Linked DNA regions of Mus musculus: all the other regions are linked to region 2. The links are chromatin contacts, called in public HiChIP or PLAC-seq and promoter capture Hi-C maps. All regions are on one chromosome and are shown on one strand. The core of a region is the stretch at or near the end of the contact, and the rest is flanking DNA. Distances in the headings are between cores, read along the strand shown. Region 1 overlaps Scfd2 (Sec1 family domain containing 2). Region 2 holds the start of Pdgfra (platelet derived growth factor receptor, alpha polypeptide). Region 3 has its middle 3.0 kb from the start of Gm32002. Region 4 overlaps Scfd2 (Sec1 family domain containing 2). Region 5 overlaps Scfd2 (Sec1 family domain containing 2). Region 6 has its middle 14 kb from the start of Gm32002. Region 7 holds the start of Srd5a3 (steroid 5 alpha-reductase 3).

Region 1 (2,700 bases), core at 127-2,626, 890 kb after region 2:
AAGAGCTATAGGAGACTTAGGAATCATGAATATTGGTATCTCAGGTTTGAACACTTAAAAATCAGCTTGGGTTCTTGTGAACAGATAAACTGCTGGGCCTTGTCCCAGCTCTGGAATGGTGCCCAGATTACACAGGGTGATTCTGGTGAGAGAGCTCTACACATCATCGCTGGGGACACTTAACCAGCTACTAGATGCAAGGTAACTGCATCTGGTAACTGTGAAGGGACATGTTAGAATCCATGCAGCCACTAGCCTGAAGCAGGTGTCCTGACTTTGTCCCACAGCCTTGTCCCTTTGCTTCACCTAGATGAGATTGAGAGTCAGACTATCTTCTTTCTGGTGCCAACTGTCCACCAGAAGTAAGGCCTCATATAGGATGCTTGGCCTCTTTAAGCCTTCGGTTCCTGGTAAAGTTGAACAAATAATACTACCTATTGTTGAGGAGTATGGAGAGGATTCCATATGCCAATACATGGAAATCATGACAGCCTAATGGGAATTAGTTTAGGATCATAGCTTAAGTATGATGACAGCTTATGGCTATCATTTATGGCAGATTAGCTCCCAGGCTAAACTCTTCCTACCCATAGAATTTTCTATAAGGTCCACATGTCCTTGGAAACAGTGAGTCCTCCAAAGCTGTGTAAGGACCCTTTCCTTAGCCCTGGTCTGAAGTTCGGAAGGCCTGTGACTGATGAGTGAGACTTAAATGCCTGCTCCTTGGGAGCTTTTCTTCTGTCCCTGGCACCTGTGGTGGCAGTGAATAAAGCCATCTGGCCATGGACACAGGTATCAGATCATGATAAACAGGTCGGAGTCTGTTCTGGGGGTTAGAGGAGGGAATCCTAAGGGAAGGTCGACTCCTGGATCCTGTAGACAACATCACTGTGTAGAGAACATTAGTGCTGGAAGGAACCTCAAAAGTCATCCGGCCAGCACCCTTCCTCCCACCATTAAGAGGTGAGAGAAAGACCGGCTGGAGACAGGGCTGGGATAAGAGCCCAGTTAATTCCCTTCCCGGCCAGAAATAAACAAGCATGCAGAGCCTGCCTCATAATATTAACAAAGGGCCTCACAGTCCAGGTGGATTTTAATATGTAAGCCCAAGTTCATGACCTTGTAATAAAATGGGGAATCAAATGTGAACACATAGGTGTACTTCATAATTAGCCTTAAAGTGTCATTGTTCCCCTCCCTCCCTGCCTAGTCTGAAGGAACAATTTGGATGCAATAAGAAAAACCGAGCCTTGTTTCTTTGTTGACTTGATCCCTCCCGTACAATGAGCCTGTGTTCTGAAGGGGGCTGGAGATGGCCACTGGCTCATAATCACCTCGACTGTGGAGCTAACTGCTCAAGGAGACTCAATGTCAAGTTTAATGGAACTCCTTTTAAAACAGTACCTCCTGGGCCTCTAACTGAAAACAGTCGTTGCCGAGAGCTGCTAGGTTAGGTCAATACTAACAAATGAAAATGGAAGCATAGCCGTGGTCTGCTGCAAACACACCGCTATCAGGCAAGGACACGGCCTAGCAGAGAGCTGCAGGTGGGAATCTTGGTGCCGTGGACAGTCACTTGGAGACTGGGTAGGAGAAAATGGATGCAGGACAGCCTTTTTGCTGACAGATCTTTCCAGGGGCAGCCTCCCCATTCTTTTTCTCTGGTTTTGGAGTGCAGGGTGTGCATGCCATTGTAAGGCCGTGGACAGAACAGGAACAAAGCCTTGCAAATGCGCATGTTGTGTGTTGGGCCTGGGAGCCCTGTGGTATTCCAGGGCTTTGTGAGGGGCCACCCGGGATTTGGAAGAGCCCACAAAGTGCCACGTCAGGAAGAACTGCTGCTAGTCTCAGCAGCTGCCAATGGTTTCTCTTGTTTGTTTGTTTTTAAACTCAGGCCACAGAGTGCTCCCCCACCCCTGCCCCAACCCTCACTGCCACTTGACACAACCTCTCCAAGTAGCAGATAGCGAGAGTTCTCCAGATGCTGCCACTTTCATGTCTCTCTGGTGTTTATGTGCTGGGTCGGGGTTGGTGGTGGAAAGGGAATGATGCACACAGTATTTGCCTCCCTGCGGTGCCTACTCTGGCCCTGTGGGCACAGTAGTTCCGTCCAGTCCAGGTGAGACGTCTTGCATTCCCCAATCCTTATGTGGACAAGCCCTTTCCTCTGGAATGCCACATTTGATTTTAAAGCTCAAGGAACTTTCTGGAATTGTAGCATGTCTTGATCCTCTTGCCCTCCTCCCTGTGGGACACTAGTCTGAAAGGTCATAGGAATTCCCCGAAACACAAAAGACCTGGGTTATGAAAAGCATTTCATGCTGACCTGATTTTCAACAACTCGAGCTCCTTTGTCTCAGTTCTGTGGTGCTCTCCACGGCTACTCCTCCAGGGGCAGGCCTCTACTGTACTGCAGAGACTGCAAGTGTTTGGTGACAGTCACCTTTTACCCAGTCCTTCTCCTGAGAATCCTCTGGGAAGCCATTCTCCAAACATCTTGCTAGATTTTAGTGGGGGGGGGGGGTCGGCAATCACAGAACCCCACCTTTTGGCCACAATAATGGACCTTGTAGATTTCTAGGCTTTTACTAACAGAAGTGAAGGGTGTGTGTTACTTCTTAGCCACAAGGCTGGGACGATTGCTCATGATTGGCATGTTTTATATTGTACAGGAGACACCAGTCTGCAAGAAAATTAAGC
Region 2 (2,700 bases), core at 160-2,659:
TTCACAAGAGGTCAGCTCCTAGCCAGGGATCTTGCCTCTTTGCTGCCTGCGGCCAGGACTAAGCAAGAGCCAGGCCCCCCCAACCCCCGGCCGTGCAGAAAAGACTCCACTGGAGACGCAAGTGAGCCGAGTGGGGGTGGGGACTACGGAGCACAATGAGGGCCCCTCGGAGTGCAGTTTGAAATTCCTCAAATCCCAGTTGCTGGAATGCGAGGCCAGGACGACTTCTTCACTCGAGGCCAAATGTGTTTGTCATTATTCCAGATCGCTCGTCCGCGCCGCCGCTGCCGCCGCTGCCTCCGTCGCTGGAGTGAGAGGCGCACGATCCCAGCGCACTGCGGATTCCGCCCGAGGCTTCTAGCACCCAAGTAATTCGCTCCAATCTCTCCGGAACCCTTGGAGCTGCGCCCCTCGCCCGCGCGCCCCTCTCACGGTGCTGCAGCCGCCACCGCCGCGCTCAAGTCTGGCCCCAGATGTTTCCAACAGCAGCGCCGTCCAGTAATTACGAGGGCTCGACTGGCGCCGAGTGTGCCCGGCCGGCATCCGAGGTCCGACCTCCTCCAGCCGAGCCCTTCACACCTCCCTTTTTTCTTAGCGCTTTCCCGCGCCCCACTCGGCGCCCCTTTCCCCTCCACACACACACTTCTCCTGGTGCGCCCCCTCCCCAAGCTTCGCGCCGCACCACCCGCTACAGCGTAGTCCCGCCAAACCGCGGGCGACGAATGAAAATACTCATTAAAAACCTGTCCTCTTCCGTGACCCACTGCCAAGAGGCCAAGCGCCGCGGCTTCCACCCCCCCAATGTTACTTGGTGTTCGTCCCAGTAAGCACGAACGCCACCCCCACCCTGGAGGAAAACCTCAAAAATGTAAGCCTAACAATTTCTTTGGAAGGCTATAGGATTGTGTAGGGAAAAAAAAAAAAACATTGCTTTTAAAAATAGGTCTGGATTTTTTTTCATTTTCTTTTTCTTTTTCTTTTTTTTTTTTTATCTTTGACTCTCTAATGGTTACCCCCCCACACCCCCCATTCCAGTGAAGTTTATTCAGAATAAGTTACTTTCTGGACACACCACTGAACTCAGCTGTTTTGTTTTTGTTTTCCTCGTTGCCCAAAATTTGAAGTTACTTAGCTTCTTGCAGCCCCAAGTTATGATCAGGGACCTTCTTGAGAAACAAAAGTCACTTTTTCCTCTCCCTTACCTTCTCCTTCTATGTCAATTTGCAAAGAAAATCCGATACCCGGAGTGAAAAGTAAGCCCCAAGCTTCCAGTCCTTCCCCGCAGCTCCTCCGTTTGTTTCTCTCCCTCAAGCTCCAACAGTAATGGGCTCAAAACCCGCATTTTGTAATTGATTCAATGTTATAGTCCGTCCTCCAAAAACTAATCATTTGCTTAAAGTAAATAGCTGTCAGGAAATGAAGTCCCCCCCCCCCTTGGTCTCTTCAAAATAAAAGTTTCCCTAGGACTCCTTGCTCTCTGACTCTCTCAGGCTCAAGACCTCTTCTTTGCTTTTTGCTCTTATGCAATCAGGGGGGCCAGTCCCAACCCCCAGACTTCAACAACAACGAGGAGGGGGGAGCAAACCAGATGGGGTGGGGTGGGGGGCCGAAGGGGGAGGTGTTGACGTTCTGCCGGGAAAGAGGTTTCAGGAAACTACAAACAGCCATCATTTCCAAAATGAGTTGACTTCCCAATTTGGGGGTGGGGGTGCTATTGTTTTGTATTCTCTTCGAAAAGAAAATACACGTAAAATTGCTGCTCATTTCTAAAACGAATATAAATCTAGAATTCAAATTATCCTTTCTATAGACAGTCTGGGCCTCGCTAGAAATATGGCCCTGGGGAGAAATTCTAACGCGGCTGCGTCGTTTTGAACTGGGGGTCTTAAGGGAAAGTGCCGTGTAGTTGCTAATCCTTTAATGGGATTAGGAAACTGTGGAGTCTAATAGGAAGATGATGGGTTTTTGAAAGGCTGGATTGTGAGGCGGTGTGCAAATAACGGTTGCTCGGCGTACCTTTGGGATGTTCTCCGGAAGAAGGAAAGAACGACCTTTATCCCTTCGGAGCCACTTATCTGGTCCTGCCTTTGTTTTCGGGGGTTATCTGGTCCTCGCTTCTTCTATCTTCATATGAAAACGCTCAGGCTAGGCGTGACTACCAAATGCCTGCCCTCTGCATCTTGATGGCAGAAGGATTTTTATCCTCCTAAATTCCACCCTTCCGAGTGGGTCGCACGCGACGTACCCTAGGAAAGCTTTCAGGACGTTTGAGCCACAAACCAGGGAACCCAAGACACCCAGCGAGAGACAGTTGGGACACGGCGATCCTGCTGGCGAGGGAAAGGGGGCGCTGACACTCCAGGAACCAAACCTGGGCGAAGCGGGACTTCCCGGAGCGGGTGGGGGAAGGGAGGGCCTTCGACTTGCGCTCTATTTTTGAATGCTTTTGGTGTGTGTGTGTGGGGGGGGGGGTGTGAGAAGTCCTCTATCTCCACCACCACCACCACCACCACCACCACCACCACCACCACCACCACCACCTCCATCTCACACATCAAAATTAAAATGGACAAGGTGACCAGGTTGATAACAAAACGTCGAATAACCATCGGTTATTTCACCACTATAGTGGACCTGAGGCTCTGGCGTAAATCACAGAGGTTTCCCCGAAATGCCGAGTGCTGTCCCTAAATGGGACAG
Region 3 (2,700 bases), core at 29-2,528, 990 kb after region 2:
ACCTCAGTGTTTATCCCGGTGCTCAAGAGATGGAGATTTCGTGCCGGCGATTTTCTGTGATTCCATTAACCAACTCCTGTGTCTGTGCTAGTGTTTCTTACGAGACTGTTAGGTGTTTTTACATCTAGAAATGACTGTGTTTGGGCCCTAACACCAAATAAGGCCAGCCTATAGGACATGGACACACATGCACACGCGCACACACAACCCTGTTGTCTTCTGTTGGCCTCACACGTCAGTAGAGCTTGGTTTCCAAAGCCCATGTCTCTTGCTTGCATAACTCTAGGAATAACTGTCCCCGTCGCTATGTTCTACACTTTCTTGCCTCATAGCTCTTTGCTAAAGCTTCTTGTTTACTATGAAAAAGCTAAGGGTTTAAATATGTCAGGGGACGGCTCTTCCTGCCCCCCCCCCCCAAGGCATGAGTTGAACTAAATAGAACCATACCTTAGCTGTCTTTCCAAACCAGCCACGGGGAACCAATTTACAACCTAATGATCACACAAATGCATGCCCAGAAATTCCCCTGCGTGTCATGTTCCTACCATGAAGGACATACTGTGATTGAGTGTGTTCTGTCTCCCAAAGACAGGCAGGGTGCTTAAAGGGCTATAGAGCTAAACAACTGGCCATTGCAGAACCCATACAGGACAGCCGTACAATGCACTCTGTGTATCCATAGAAAGTCAGGGTTGAGAAACAAATTTCACAACATGGGAAAGTGTTTATGGTTTGCTATTACGTGGGGGTTGTGGGGAAGGCTGCTGGCAAAACTGAGTGTACCATATGAAAACAATTATGCAGAAATTATGTATATATCCATAGAAAATCTGGGAAGGCTTTTCTCCAAAATGTAAACACTGAGGGAACCCTCGGGGGTTTGAGCATACAATGCACAGTTTGTGCACAGCACATGGGCATCCTGGACAGAAGAGGGGTGGCAGGCATTTCAGCATGGGCTGCCTTCCTGAAATAAGTCTTTTTTTTTCTTATTTATGAAATGGCACCATATAGGCTGGCAACAGCCCAGCAATGTGGCTGACTCTGACGCCTGTTCTGTGTGTTTTCTTGCCTTTTCCAGAGAGTATGTACTCTGTGTTACTATTTAAAGGACTCATAAAAATAATCCACTTTCAAAAGATAAGTACTAGAAAATTGGGTAGGACTGAATCTTTGATGATATTAGGGGATTGGTTTTAGTTTTACGTTTGCTAATGGCCTTGTGGTTATGTTTTTAAGTCATTATCATCCAAAGATACACACTGAAATGTGTCTGGGTGAAATGGTGGCATGTCTAGGGTTGTCTTAAAAATAATACAGGAGGTAATTAAGCGGGTAGCCACATATTATAGAAATTCAAGGTCATAGGTTTTCATTGAAGCTAAGTACCTGAAATGTGAGGGTTTTTATTCCTTTGTCTATTTCAGAATCACTTACAAATTGCCATAATGCAGAGCCCTGAAAAACATAAAATTAGTTTATATCATTGTGAGTGTCAAGATTTTCCAGAGAAACAAAATATACATACAGAGTAGACCTTCTTATCCATGATTTGATTACTCTTTCCAAAGATTGAGTTACCCACAAGTTAACTGTGGTACAAAAATAGGAAACAAGCAAAGCAAGAACTAAATAATTCTCCAGTTTACAATTGTACATTGCCTGGAATTTCACTGTTCTCTGTCTAGCCCAGGACACAAATCATCTCACAGTCCAGTGTATCTATATTGTATATGCTAACCAACTGTTAGCTATCTTGGTTATCAGAGTAATTGTCACAGCGCTACATTTGAGTAACCTTTACATACTAGCTTACCACCACTCACAGTGTCTCCGTGACTTACCTCACTCTGTCTAATGTAGATATTACATCATCTCACAGCAGCATCAGAAAAACAAAAAGGTGACCACACTGCAGAAGGATATATTTACAGAAAGACCATATTCATATAATTTCTACTATAGTTTTCTATAATGATGCTGTTTAATTGTTATATCAATATCTTACTGTGCCTTACATATAAAATTCATACATATGCATACACACACATATGTAAAAACCATTAGGCATTTTTTCCAGTTATCTCTTTTAACAATTCTGGGGGCTGGAGAGATGGTTCAGTGGTTAAGAACACTGACTGCTCTTCCAGAGGTCCTGAGTTCAATTCCCAGCAACCACATGGTGGCTCACAGCCATCTATAATGGATCTGATGCCCTCTTCTGGTGTGTCTGAAGACAGCTACAGTGTGCTCATATACATTAAACAAACAAACAACCCACAAAGTCCCATATCCACAGATTCAACTAACTGGAGTTTTAAATATTTGGGGTCTGTGGGGGAGACTTCTGTCTGCATTAAATGTGTAGACTTTTTTGTTATCTCCTAAATAATATAGTACAACAACTATTTGCACAGGATTTACTTTGGGCGCTATAAGGAATTTGGAGGTGATTTAAACTACACAGGAAGATGTGCATTGGTTGAGTATAGATGGTATCATTTTATGTAAAGGGCACAGAATACACCGCTTTTAGTGTCCACGAGGGTTCTGGAAGGAACCCGCTTTGGACACTGAGGCATACATGCACACACACTCTCCTGTGTTCCACTGGGAGTCTTCTCAGTGTGTAAAGGCTCGGGAGTTATAAGTTACGTGTGGGAAGGGAAAACTCAGAGATCACACAACTGCAGAGACTGG
Region 4 (2,700 bases), core at 12-2,511, 940 kb after region 2:
GGGAATATATAACAAATTCCTCTGTGTTCTGTAAGACTTGCTCTGGCAGCACTGAGTGATGGGAAACCAGGGTGAGCCTGGGACAAGATAAGGCAAGAAAGAGAAAAGATGACTCTGAACTTAGGTAGGGCTGAGGAAATGGGGACCAGGAAGAGTCATTGGCTTTCACATGATGGGTATTGGTTGCCTATGATACCTTCGCAGTGCCTCCCCATAGTAGTTGCTCAATAAATATTTGCTAAATGGATGACTGGGTAACGGAATGTTTGGGAGCAGTGGTGATATTGGTGACTCCTGACAGCCATTTTCAGCATGGGTATTTCCAGGGCCTGGTCTCCTCTTAAGGCCTGCTCCTCTCTTACTGCCTCTGTAAAGCACTGGTCACTAATGGGGAATGGGGAACCTGACTGTACCTATTCTGAGGATAAGTGAGCCCCAGACGGAGGGAAACTGAGTAAAGGCGCACTCCGCAGCAGCATTCCCAGAATTCCTGAGAAGTCCCAGACACTGGAAGCAGGAGGATCCTCACCTTGGCATCATAGGAGTCAACCAGACAGCAGATGCTCCCAGAGCCCAGGCCTGCAGAGGTCCCAGAGCCTGCACTGAGATCCTGGGGAGAAAGCCATATTCCCTGACCAGAGCTGACATTGTTAATCCCAGCCCTCTAGGGCTCATCAAGTGACAGAGAGCAGAGACTCTGCCAGCTTTACTACACCCTGTGTGTGCAGTAACATGCTGTGTCAAGCTTTCATCTTCAGATTGTCACCCCCGCAGACTTAACACGCAGACAGGGAGAAGTCATGTGTGGCTGCATTTGAGGAATTTGGGATTGGGATGAGAATGGCTCCACTTCCCAGCAGCCTGCTGGCCTGACACGCTCTGAAGAGAAAGTCGGATATCAACACACAAATCTAAACTGAAACCAAAATAGCAAACACCAACATGCATTAATTGGACCCATGTATTTGTGCCTAGTCCAGCATTCCCCCAGCCTCCCCCCCTTCTTAGCCCCCTAACCCCTCCCACTCCTTAGCCCCCAACCCCTCCCACTCCTTAGTCCCCCAACCCTCCCACTCCTTAGTCCCCAGCCCCACCCCCTTTCTTTAGCCCCACCCCCACCCCAGGCCCGCCCCCGCACTTTACATGCACCCCTATCCTTGCCCCAGGGAATTGCTCTTTGTTGTTGCTGCCTTTCATTCTCTTCCCCCTTTTCATCTTCTACTGTGTCCTTCAAGATTCTCAGCATGTGTTTCAGATTCCAAACTCTCTTATGGAAAGCATATGTCTTGAGGAACACACTGTGCCATGCTAAAGTTTCAGAGCCAGTTGTATTTCTGTCCCAGGATTAAGTGAGAAACAGCAGTTGTTTGTGAGGCTGGGAGGTTTCCCCGGGTCTGGTTACTCAGACAGAAAGCCGTGCATAAGCTAGAGAGAGTGGTTCTGAGATGTTTCTGACCATTACAGAAAACTGCAGAGAACAAGGGACCAAGCAGCACCCTGCTCCAAATGGTACATCTACAACACAACTCGTACTCCCCCCCACCCCGCCTCCCTCCAACTCCGGCCCCTCCTCCTCCTCCTCCTCAGGTTCAGGGATCACTAGGAAAGAGGAGTTTAGAAGATGGTGAGAGCCACAGGAACAGGAAGTCAGGAATGTCGCTACACCCATGAAGTCTCCTCAGCATGCCTACCTAAGCGGGGTGGCACCAATAGACATGCTAACATGGAAGGGGGAAACCTAACCCTAGGCACTACAGGCAGCTCAGGACCCCTGAGAGTGAGAGAGTCTTCCCTGGGGAAAAGTTTCCCAGTTTGTTACCTAACACCAAGTGACCAGCCCTGAAATCATACACGAAAATAATGTATATGGATGGAGAAGGTTACAGTTATATATTTAGGAATAGATATAAATATGGATATAGAGATAAAGAGAGAACAGGAGGAATACATGTGTAGAATGGATTAGAAAAAGGAGAGGGAAGAAGGAAAATAGTATTTTAAAAATAAAGCCACATGGTAGTGATGCACACCTTTAATCCCAGCATTCAGAGGGCAGAGCAGGTGGATATCTGAGTTTGAGGCAAGCCTGGTCTATACAGTGAGTTCCAGGACAGCCAGGGCTACACAGGAAACCCTGCCTCAAAAAAAAAAAATTTTTTTTTAATTAATTTGTTAAAGTCTCTAAGGTAACAAAGGAATCAGGAATCTTCTCTCAGCTTGCACATCCTATACATTTGCTTTCTATTTTTTATTTAATTCGTTGTTGTTGTCATTGTTGTTGTTGTGTGTATTTGTAATGTGTGGGGATGGAACATACGCCATGGCATGTGTGTGGAGGTCTGCTTCCACCTTTGTGTGGATTCCAGAGGTCAAACGCAGGTTGTCAGGATTGTGTGGCCAGCACCTTTACCTCTTAAGCCATCTCACCTGCCTGAGCTCTCTTATCTACATAACACTTTGAGCTCTCTGTGTGTGATACCATGCTCATCACCAAAAATGCCTAGGCTAAAATGTTCACGAGTCAGAGGAGAAGGTGGAACAGTGATCTGGTTTGCCAAGGTCAAGATGGAAGAACTTGATAGACAGCAGTTGTGGGACAGGAGGGATAGGACTGCTTTTAAGAGAGCATAAGAGGGGGCAGCAAGGGGGAGCTGAGGACATGACCGGGGAGACTAAATGCGGCTAAAGACAGCATGACGC
Region 5 (2,700 bases), core at 36-2,535, 820 kb after region 2:
CAGGAAAACCAGCTATGCTTCCCTGTCAAGAATGGCTTTGCCTGCCCAGCAGAACATGATATGCTTTATTCTGATCCTTGAGACTAGCCAGCTCTTTACTCCTGGATGTATGTGAGACGGGCTTTTTCCCTGTGACAGAGCCTATTACTCCCGCTACTTGTCTTAACAAATGGGAATATTTATTTGCCACATTGTTACCCTAACAAAGAGGACAAATATAAAAATAAAATTCATAGAGTTAGTAATAAACTTCAGGGTTCCATAAGCCCTGGAGAATCAGGCTGGATAAAGAGTGACTCTTAGTAAGTGTTTGAAGCAGCCATTTATGTATCTCCTGAGAGCAACGTCAGACTGGCCCTGGCCCTGGCCCACACTTACAAGGGCACAAACAATTTGGTTCATTCGTTGCCTGTTTCCACCCAGTGCTTATCCTTACAATGCCCCCAACCTAGACACTTGGGTGGACAAGTTACTCCCTTGGTGAGTCACACCATATAGTTCATCTCCTTATTTAAATGCCATCTTTCTGTGCTCGGTGGGGGTGAGTCTACAGATATAGTGAGATGGTGATGTAATTTGCAGAGAGTTGTTACTGAAATTTGACCATTAAAACTATGTCTACCAAGTCATGCAGGAATTGCAAATCCCTGTCCAACCTGAAACACATTGTGAGCCCCGTCAACTCACCAAGGCCTTTCCCCCAGTGCCAACAGGGGTGATTTTCCAGACACCCCTAAATCTACAGGAGGCTATATAGAATGCAGCTGCAGTGAAGTTCTAGAAATAAGCTTTTGCCATTGGGGGTCTCCCAGATGGTTGCATAAGCCCTTTTAATTAGCATATTACTGACCCAATAATAGCTTCTTCTGAGAAGTGTTTTATATTTCAGTCTACCCATCTGGCATGTATATGCTGCTTAAGGACCACATAATAAAAGCCTTTATGAAGATATGCACAGCATATGTCTGGTAGCAGATTTGAAGATTGAATGGTCCCCACGGTTTTCTGTACCCCACTTCTCCAAGCAGGGAAGCAACTAAATAGCTAAAACCAGCGCACTTATTTAATTCAGCAAGGATTTTTATCTAGGTTGCAAAAAATTTTATATCAGCAATTTTAGAATAATCTTTCAACTGTTTTCAAGGTCAGTTCCCACTTCATTGCTGGTAGAGCTCTTATCAAAATTATTAAGATTTCAGACTAAACAAAGACATCAACAGGCAATGAGGCACGAACCTGTCACGACAGGAGGTGGTAGGACCCATATGACACAGGTGAGCAAAAGATGGGAGACCTGAAGAACAGCTGTAGCATCCTGTAGCTTTAGGCACTCACAGACACTTTCATCCAGTCCTCAGCCAGAGCAACCAGTACATTTCTACATTATACAGCAACATACTTCTCCAGCACTAACTAGCTGTCATGATGAAACCATACAGTCAGAGATCATTTTATTTCATTTTTCACTTTATTGCAGTATAGGAAATTAAGTTAGTTTGAATGAACCCCTTCTTATGAGGTTGAGATATAGAGGGGAAAAAAGTTGAATTTTATTCAAAGTACATCGAGAATCTACAGAAGTATTTTTCTTGGCATTAAAATGGTATATGTGTATGGGGGATATGGGGAGGATGTGTGTGTGTGTGTGTGTGTGTGTGTGTGCCCAGGCATGAGTGAGGTATTTTTATTATCTTGTTCTTTGTCTCACCCAATACAAGAGTATGTGACCCTTACACCTGTCACATATACTGTGTGTGTGTCTGTGTGTGTTTCTGTGCCTCCCCCAACTTGTTGTGCATATAGTGAATTCCTAATGGGAAGGCTCACAGACTTCAGACAGAGGCTTGACTGCTATGCAAAAGTCTCCTTGCAAATCTATTTTTCATCAAAACCAGACTACTGCAGTGAGAGTGATTGAAAATGAGCCCTGCTGTGAACATTTGAGCATCAGTAAAGTAAAATACAGGAGCCCAATTATCAATCAGAAAAGGATCTGAGAAATCACAGTTGCCTTTACAGTTGAGGCTGAGCCATGATAAGGCAAAAAGTCATGCCCAGAGACGGCTGCAGTCCCGTGCAGTCCTCTTCAGATTCGTGCAAGGATTTGCCTGTGGCCCAGAGCTAGATTCCAGTGGGTGCCAGTAAATAACGTAGTAAATACCACTCAGAAAACACCACTTTTCTAGACTTGTGTTCATTTTTTTGTTTTCAGAAGTATCTCCTCCACATATTGTTCTTATTAAGAAAAATTCTGGGAAACATGCAGCTCTTCTAGAGTCAATTTATGTTTCCAATTAATTTTCAAAAAGCATTACATTTACAGCCTGATGTTGGCCAGCACTCTTTCAAAAATCCATGGCAAAAACCATTTTATTTTCACTGAATGCAATCTTCATAAAATTTCAGTATTCTGGCTTACAGTTATGTGTAATGTTCCAAGAAAATATCTAAGATCTATATTTCCCAGGGCTTCCTTGGACTGTGACATTCTCTGCCTGGATTGCTGTCTTGTTTATCATAGACCTTTCCCCGTGGCCCAGCTTGGATGGGATGCATTCTTCGGCCTACAGTGGATTAAGTATGGCTTTACACTGATTAGACACTTTTCTGTGAAGAGACAGTCTTAAGTCTGAGATGTAAGGCTTGGAGGCCCCTGGAGGCTGAGCCTTCGTGTGAACCATGCCCACAGGTGTATCTCAC
Region 6 (2,700 bases), core at 96-2,595, 980 kb after region 2:
GGTGGAAGACTCAGGCTGCGGTTAGGGTGTACACAATGTTGTCCTGACTCTGGCTCCATTTACATATAGCAGCTCAAAGTGTGGCTCCTAGTCTGGTAATGTTATCTAGAGCAAGTGTAACGCTAGTTGGATTGGCTCACACCTGTAATCACAGTGCTCAGAGAGCTACGGCAGGAGGATGGCGGGTCTAGATCAGACTGAGCTGAATAGCAAGATCCTATCTCAAAACAAAACGCAATTAAAAGTGTGCTTAACCTCTCTGGAGTTCAGCTTCTTGGTTTGAAGAATGGGGGTGGGGGTGGGGTGATTACAGCATTTCCTTCATGGGGCAAACGAGCAAACGGATGAAGATAAACACCGTGTATGCTATACTGATGTGATCATCGGCAGCTGCTCCTGCTGGTTTTGCTCAGGAATAGTACAGTGCTAGGTGTATGGTTGGCTCCCAAGAAATAGTTGTCAAATGGAAATTATTATCAGGCAGGTAGGTATTACACACACACACACACACACACACACACACACACACACACACACACAGAGAGAGGGAGAGAGAGAGAGAGCATAGAGTTCAAAGGGAAAAGTATGGGAGAGAGGCGAGGAATCAGAGGACAGCGAATTGGATCTGAATATGTTATCCATGTATAGATATTTTTAAAATACCTTTAAAGGTGGCAAAGTAAATAGCATCCTGAGGTTGTTTTCTGACCTCCACATGTATGCTGTGCATATATGTACCCCACACACACACACACACACATGCACACGCACACAGATGACTACAATTCCATACATTATCATTACTGTTGCAGCTACCTTGTGCACCCACACTCCACTGGAAGCCTACTCTGTGCAAGACCTGGAAAGAACCGGTTTGTTCAACTCACCTTCGTTTCCCACCAGCTAAGCTAGAGTGTACCTACTGAAGGGCAGCTAACAGAAGGACCAGTCCACACTGGCTCCTCAGAGCCTGTGGACTCCCAAGTGCTGCCACCTACATCAGACCAGACGCTGCTAATGGCTTTTGTTCATCTGCCAAATTCTTCTGCCTCCCTGACCTCCTCTGGGAAGAAAGCTCAGACATGACTGAGTCTTCTGGAAGCCAGAAGGTACCAGATGCTGGACGACTTGGAAGGCAAGCAAGGAGGTAGCAACCCAAGGGGACAGATCTCGGGGACTATGCACGGCCCCGGAGGTATTTTATTTGCTTTGTACCTTAGATGCCTCTGCCATTGCAGCCCTGGCCTTCAGTCTGCCTGCACTTCCTTTCCTCCAGAGACGTTGTTGCAGAGAGAGCTCACAGGAGTCAAAACAACAAGCCCGGTGATATGAAAACCATATGTAAACTTGGCAGGGCTGCCTTGTAGCCTAATGGGCCTCCCAGACATTGCAGGCCCACAGACACTGGCCTTTTGTGAGGCAGGAGACCTGCCTCCCCCTCCCTCGCTCCCATTCTGTGGAGACAAAATGAAAAAGGAAAGAGAGACAAGGAAGGCAGCCAGCTCTTTTCCCGACAGCCATGTGTTTCCGCGGCTTGGGGCTGAGTGACACTGGGCTCAGTGAGGGATAAGCATGCATCGGGCATTGGGTGTCTGTGGACAGCCTTGTTCCCAGGACCTTCATTTCTGTCGCTTGGTCTTCATGGCACGCCCATTTCAGAGACAAGGTCACTGAGGCTGATGGAGGTCTCGAGATGTTACTGATAACTGGTTTCTCCACCAGTGACGCATCAAATACAAGAGAATATAAATGATCCCTTTGATATTTGTCATTGCAAAGCTGCCTCCCAGGTAACCTTTGGATCATTTCAAACAAATTTAGTAACATTCAAAACTTTGCCTGCAGCTTGCTTTTTCCCATTATGTAGAGAGAAACTGAGATATAACTCTCTCCCTTTGTGACGTTGCTGCAATGATGGATAATATTCTAGGGTGCCATTGTTGTTCCTACCTGAAATTACTATACAGCTCAAGGCCCGCTGGGTGTGGAGGATGACTGTATTCCAGAATGATCATCACTGGGGGTGCTAAAAGATATCATTTTTTAGAATAGCTTAAAAAAGAAAAAGAGAAGCCAGATAAATGGTAGATAGGGCTTTGCAGTTATGGCGGCTTATCCTGTGTTTCCAAAGACTGGAATAAGCATGTTCGATAGGCAAATGCTCCTGCAAGCTGGCCTGTGTCTGTAACCTATGAATCACGACTCATCTTGGAATGGCTTCTAAAAAGACCCAAGGATACTTGAACGGCATATGCAAACTCAATAACCATTGGTGGGGTCAGCCCCCATGGGCTCAAGTGTGCTGGCATGAGCTCTTCTATGGACTACAGGGCTCCCATCTGGGCTCAGTCTGCTATGAGATGCTTCCTGAGCTGCGCCAGAGCTCTAAAGGCGCTGTCTGGTGATGATGTGGAGAGGGTGTGCGCTCTCACTTGCAGGGGGCTAGATGAAACCTTAGCATCCCTTAGATGAGCGAAAGCAGCAGCAAATGGGAGGAGGGCAGCCCAGGGGCAGGGAGCAAAGTCCCCTCATAGACGGTGGCAGTAGTCAATGAGTCACTTGGTACCCACACCTAATGGCTCTAGGAAAAAGCTGTGTCCCCAGGCATTGGTGAAGCACGACATTTTTATTATGTTTTGATTTATAATGTATCTTGTCAGTGTGGAGTAGGGTGTGACAGCCCCTTCCCAGTGTGGGAAA
Region 7 (2,700 bases), core at 165-2,664, 990 kb before region 2:
AATAATTATTTCACAATACTGTTAAGAATTAGAAGAAGCCCAGAGTACCAAGTGTTACCGGGATGAATACAGGGAAGGCCCACCTCTTTCTTGGCTGTCACACAAAGGCAGACTTGAGTGTAGCAGCTGAGGAGTCCCATCCAGAGAGACTGAGTATAAGTGATTTTTAAGTGTGCTTTGAACTCTGGGGACACTAGAACCTCTCTCAAAAGTCAGAAAATAAATTGCTATATAGCATAAGGGATATAGGCCAATCAAACCCGAGGATAAGAGGACGGTAGGATGGTCTTAAAATTGGGCCTCTAAGGAAGAGTTCTTCCGGGTCTTAATCTCTTTACCATTCATTCTTCACAATGACATGGTACTCTGCTCTCACACTAACCCCCTGAAAGACCCCCTCCAACAGTCAGGACATAGCTGGGGCCAGTTGATAGCCCCACCGCCATCTGCAGAGGTGGGCAACGGCTACAGATTTCTAAAGCAATCTAGATGAATCCGTCAGAACCCATCACATTCCTTCCAATTCAATTCTAAATGCAAATGCGTGATGAATTTCATAAAAAAAAATGACACAGCTTTATTATCTAGAATACTGTGTTAAGATGACTTCTCCATCTACATACTGAATTCATCGTGGAGTTAAAAAAAAAAAAAAAAGAAAGAAAGAAAGAAAAGGAAAGGAAAGCCATGTGGCGGGTCTCACATATTCTCAGCGGAGTCCATATGTACCCCGGAAGATTTTAGTATTTCACAACTTGGTTACTGAGCCTTCCGGGATGGGTTGGGGCAGGGCATACTGGGCTAGTTTGCCAGAGCACCTGTGGAGATGCAGGTTAGTGATGTCTGCACAGCCCCAGGGGAGCACACTCTGGACTTCTTTCTTGACTGTGACAGATCGGGCTGAGAACTGCGGAAATCGAGGAAGAACTTGCCTCCAAGTCCATGAATTTCCACGACCTCAAGTTCTGGGGAGGGGAAGCGGAAAACTGGGGGTAAAGAAGTCAGGGCGGCTCCCTGGGGGCCGGGCCAACTTGAGATGCTCTGTCATTTCCGGGGACGGCTCGGGGACAGCCCCTGGCTCACGTGCCTGCGCCGCCTCTGTTGCCCCCTGCCGGGCGCGCCCCGCCACCGACGTTACCTCTTGGGGACATCGAAGGCCCTGCAGACGGCGGGGCGCCGCGAGCCGGACTGCTTGGTCTTCCCGTAGCGGAGCAGGTCCTGGAAGAGCGCGCAGCTCGGCAGCAGCCTGGCGGGCGCCAGCTGCAGCAGCAGCGCGAACAGGAAGGCGGCGGCCAGCGCCAGCCACAGCGTCCGCAGGGGGTTCAGGGCCGAGAGCTCAAACCCGGCCCACCCAGCCATAGCCCGGGAGCCGGCTACAGATGCGCGCCGCCGCGCCGCCCTCCTTCTCTCACCCCCTCCCTCCCTCCCGCCTCGGCGGCGCGCTTGGCGGTGACGCGGCTCCTGGGCGGGACGCGCGGCCCCGCCCCTGGCTAGGCGCTCAGGAGCTGGGTTGTGCTCCTGCTCACCTGGTTTGAGCAGGCTGCGCTTTAGACTTGTACTGCCTCTAATCTAATTCCGAGATGCAACTCCAACTTGAAGTTCTGCAGGAGCATGCGAGACCACGTGCTACAGTCCAAGTCTTGTAGAGATACGTTACACCTATTTATTAAGTGGAGTGGAGCTATGCCAAGAGGTGTGGGTGGGAGCCCAAGACAGCTTGGGGGGAATTGGTTCTCTCCTTCCACCATGTGGCGCTTCGGGGATCCTATTCTAGAGGTCAGGTTCTCACCAGCCTGTGTAAGTTTCTATAAACTTTGACTGCGGGATTACTGCTGCGAAAAAGTGTGAAGAGAAATTTTGGTTGAAGTACAGGCTGAATTCTTGGCTGGGTCCCTAGAGGGGGCCCCCAGGAGTCAAGATGCGAAGGATCTTAATACCACGCTGGTCTACCAGAAGCACCAGATTCATTAGCATACTCCAGATGGGGATCGCTGTAAATTCAGGGATGACCTCTGGAAAGACCTCGGTGAGGGAATTCTACACTTTGTCAACTGTAGGCTGGAGCTGCTCCGGCAAACTCTGGATTTTGGAGTGGAAAAGCAGAGTAATGCCCTCAATGGACCTACGTTTTTCACCCATCTGCTCCATGGACAAAGTGTTTAACTAGCTGTGTCTGCTGCCTTTATGGCTAGGAATGAAAAGATTTGGAAGACCTTTATGCACTCATTGGCTCGAGTCCATGGGGCAGTGGGGGTGAGGGGGAAGGCAAGGTATGAGACAGCAAATCTCCAAAAACCTCCCTCCACGGATCTGGCTCAGATGCTGTCTTTCAGGCATCAGTGGAAAACACCATCACGTGTTAGATGAAGGCCTGGTTCCCTGTTGACAGCTGCTTAGTGGTATTTCAGGCTATCGGGTCCTTGAGTAATGCAGGCTACTCAGAAAGGAGGAAGCAAATGGGATCCAATTGTGTACCCCTATAATACAAGTCTTTATCACAGCCTTGCTTTCAACAGAAAAATGACTACACCCCTAAATCTGCCTTGATGCGTTTAGCCAAATTATGGTACACTCCCATTTTCTCTCTTAAAAAAAAAAAAGAAAAGATTACAGAGTGGGGGAAAAAAAGAATACTTTTATTTATAGATTGTATGTGTGTGTGTATGTGTGACTGGCCCATCCATGTCAATAATCATTAAT

The links. Promoter capture Hi-C pulls out the DNA fragments that hold promoters and counts their contacts. HiChIP or PLAC-seq counts read pairs in DNA pulled down with a chosen protein or histone mark.
Region 1: a contact with region 2 is called in an H3K4me3 HiChIP or PLAC-seq map of embryonic limb bud, with 5 times the contacts expected there. The contact joins the enhancer-like site here to the promoter of Pdgfra in region 2. A contact is called at or near these places in 4 of 39 promoter capture datasets (embryonic stem cells, hematopoietic stem and progenitor cells, neutrophils and 1 more), 4 of 15 datasets of contacts at CTCF or cohesin (the NIH/3T3 cell line, embryonic stem cells, large pre-B cells and 1 more), 1 of 484 Hi-C or Micro-C datasets (palatal mesenchyme), 9 of 115 datasets of contacts at active chromatin or transcription factors (T-cell acute lymphoblastic leukemia, bone marrow-derived macrophages, craniofacial prominence and 6 more) and 4 of 9 other capture datasets (adipose tissue, embryonic stem cells, liver and 1 more).
Region 3: a contact with region 2 is called in an H3K4me3 HiChIP or PLAC-seq map of stem cell-derived neural progenitor cells, with 4 times the contacts expected there. The contact joins the enhancer-like site here to the promoter of Pdgfra in region 2. A contact is called at or near these places in 6 of 39 promoter capture datasets (HPC-7-derived erythroid cells, embryonic stem cells, frontonasal cranial neural crest and 3 more), 2 of 484 Hi-C or Micro-C datasets (cranial neural crest and palatal mesenchyme), 6 of 115 datasets of contacts at active chromatin or transcription factors (cardiomyocytes, craniofacial prominence, embryonic hindbrain and 3 more) and 3 of 9 other capture datasets (adipose tissue, liver and pancreatic islet).
Region 4: a contact with region 2 is called in an H3K4me3 HiChIP or PLAC-seq map of craniofacial prominence, with 4 times the contacts expected there. The contact joins the enhancer-like site here to the promoter of Pdgfra in region 2. A contact is called at or near these places in 14 of 39 promoter capture datasets (the SN4741 cell line, cranial neural crest, embryonic stem cells and 8 more), 1 of 15 datasets of contacts at CTCF or cohesin (large pre-B cells), 1 of 484 Hi-C or Micro-C datasets (cardiomyocytes), 6 of 115 datasets of contacts at active chromatin or transcription factors (craniofacial prominence, embryonic forebrain, embryonic hindbrain and 3 more) and 2 of 9 other capture datasets (embryonic stem cells and liver).
Region 5: a contact with region 2 is called in a promoter capture Hi-C map of HPC-7-derived erythroid cells, with 11 times the contacts expected there. The contact joins the enhancer-like site here to the promoter of Pdgfra in region 2. A contact is called at or near these places in 18 of 39 promoter capture datasets (the 3T3-L1 cell line, the C10 cell line, the HPC-7 cell line and 13 more), 2 of 15 datasets of contacts at CTCF or cohesin (the NIH/3T3 cell line and large pre-B cells), 14 of 115 datasets of contacts at active chromatin or transcription factors (the NIH/3T3 cell line, craniofacial prominence, embryonic basal ganglia and 10 more) and 2 of 9 other capture datasets (embryonic stem cells and macrophages).
Region 6: an H3K4me3 HiChIP or PLAC-seq map of embryonic limb bud shows a contact between it and region 2, with 4 times the contacts expected there. The contact joins the enhancer-like site here to the promoter of Pdgfra in region 2. A contact is called at or near these places in 1 of 484 Hi-C or Micro-C datasets (palatal mesenchyme), 7 of 115 datasets of contacts at active chromatin or transcription factors (cardiomyocytes, craniofacial prominence, embryonic forebrain and 4 more) and 4 of 9 other capture datasets (adipose tissue, embryonic stem cells, liver and 1 more).
Region 7: a promoter capture Hi-C map of liver shows a contact between it and region 2, with 2.3 times the contacts expected there. The contact joins the promoter of Srd5a3 here to the promoter of Pdgfra in region 2. A contact is called at or near these places in 4 of 39 promoter capture datasets (hippocampal neurons, liver and stem cell-derived epiblast-like cells).

Annotation. Positions count from the first base shown.
Region 1 is chr5:74,264,822-74,267,521 of GRCm38.p6, reverse strand. All of the region lies in intron 5 of Scfd2 (Sec1 family domain containing 2), which reads left to right. Among named protein-coding and RNA genes, the nearest start is that of Gm32064, 50 kb to the left of the region's middle. Within about 2 kb of position 1,376, at least 23 of the 459 cell types and tissues checked have an H3K27ac peak or open chromatin away from gene starts, as enhancers often do. A contact at or near this core is called in embryonic limb bud, where this site is marked.
Region 2 is chr5:75,150,960-75,153,659 of GRCm38.p6, reverse strand. Pdgfra (platelet derived growth factor receptor, alpha polypeptide) reads right to left here and starts at 1,409. Exons shown (of 23, transcript NM_011058.3): 1 at 1,203-1,409.
Region 3 is chr5:74,157,264-74,159,963 of GRCm38.p6, reverse strand. No RefSeq gene overlaps it. Among named protein-coding and RNA genes, the nearest start is that of Gm32002, 3.0 kb to the left of the region's middle. Within about 2 kb of position 1,278, at least 2 of the 459 cell types and tissues checked have an H3K27ac peak or open chromatin away from gene starts, as enhancers often do.
Region 4 is chr5:74,213,417-74,216,116 of GRCm38.p6, reverse strand. The region is part of intron 7 of Scfd2 (Sec1 family domain containing 2); the gene reads left to right. Among named protein-coding and RNA genes, the nearest start is that of Rasl11b, 19 kb to the right of the region's middle. Within about 2 kb of position 1,261, at least 42 of the 459 cell types and tissues checked have an H3K27ac peak or open chromatin away from gene starts, as enhancers often do. A contact at or near this core is called in craniofacial prominence and embryonic limb bud, where this site is marked.
Region 5 is chr5:74,333,351-74,336,050 of GRCm38.p6, reverse strand. All of the region lies in intron 5 of Scfd2 (Sec1 family domain containing 2), which reads left to right. All of the region lies in intron 1 of Gm32064 (a long non-coding RNA gene), which reads right to left. Among named protein-coding and RNA genes, the nearest start is that of Gm32064, 18 kb to the right of the region's middle. Within about 2 kb of position 1,285, at least 6 of the 459 cell types and tissues checked have an H3K27ac peak or open chromatin away from gene starts, as enhancers often do.
Region 6 is chr5:74,174,411-74,177,110 of GRCm38.p6, reverse strand. No RefSeq gene overlaps it. Among named protein-coding and RNA genes, the nearest start is that of Gm32002, 14 kb to the right of the region's middle. Within about 2 kb of position 1,345, at least 48 of the 459 cell types and tissues checked have an H3K27ac peak or open chromatin away from gene starts, as enhancers often do. A contact at or near this core is called in craniofacial prominence and embryonic limb bud, where this site is marked.
Region 7 is chr5:76,138,987-76,141,686 of GRCm38.p6, reverse strand. It overlaps Srd5a3 (steroid 5 alpha-reductase 3), which reads right to left and starts at 1,414. Exons shown (of 6, transcript NM_020611.4): 1 at 1,139-1,414. The coding sequence starts at 1,359.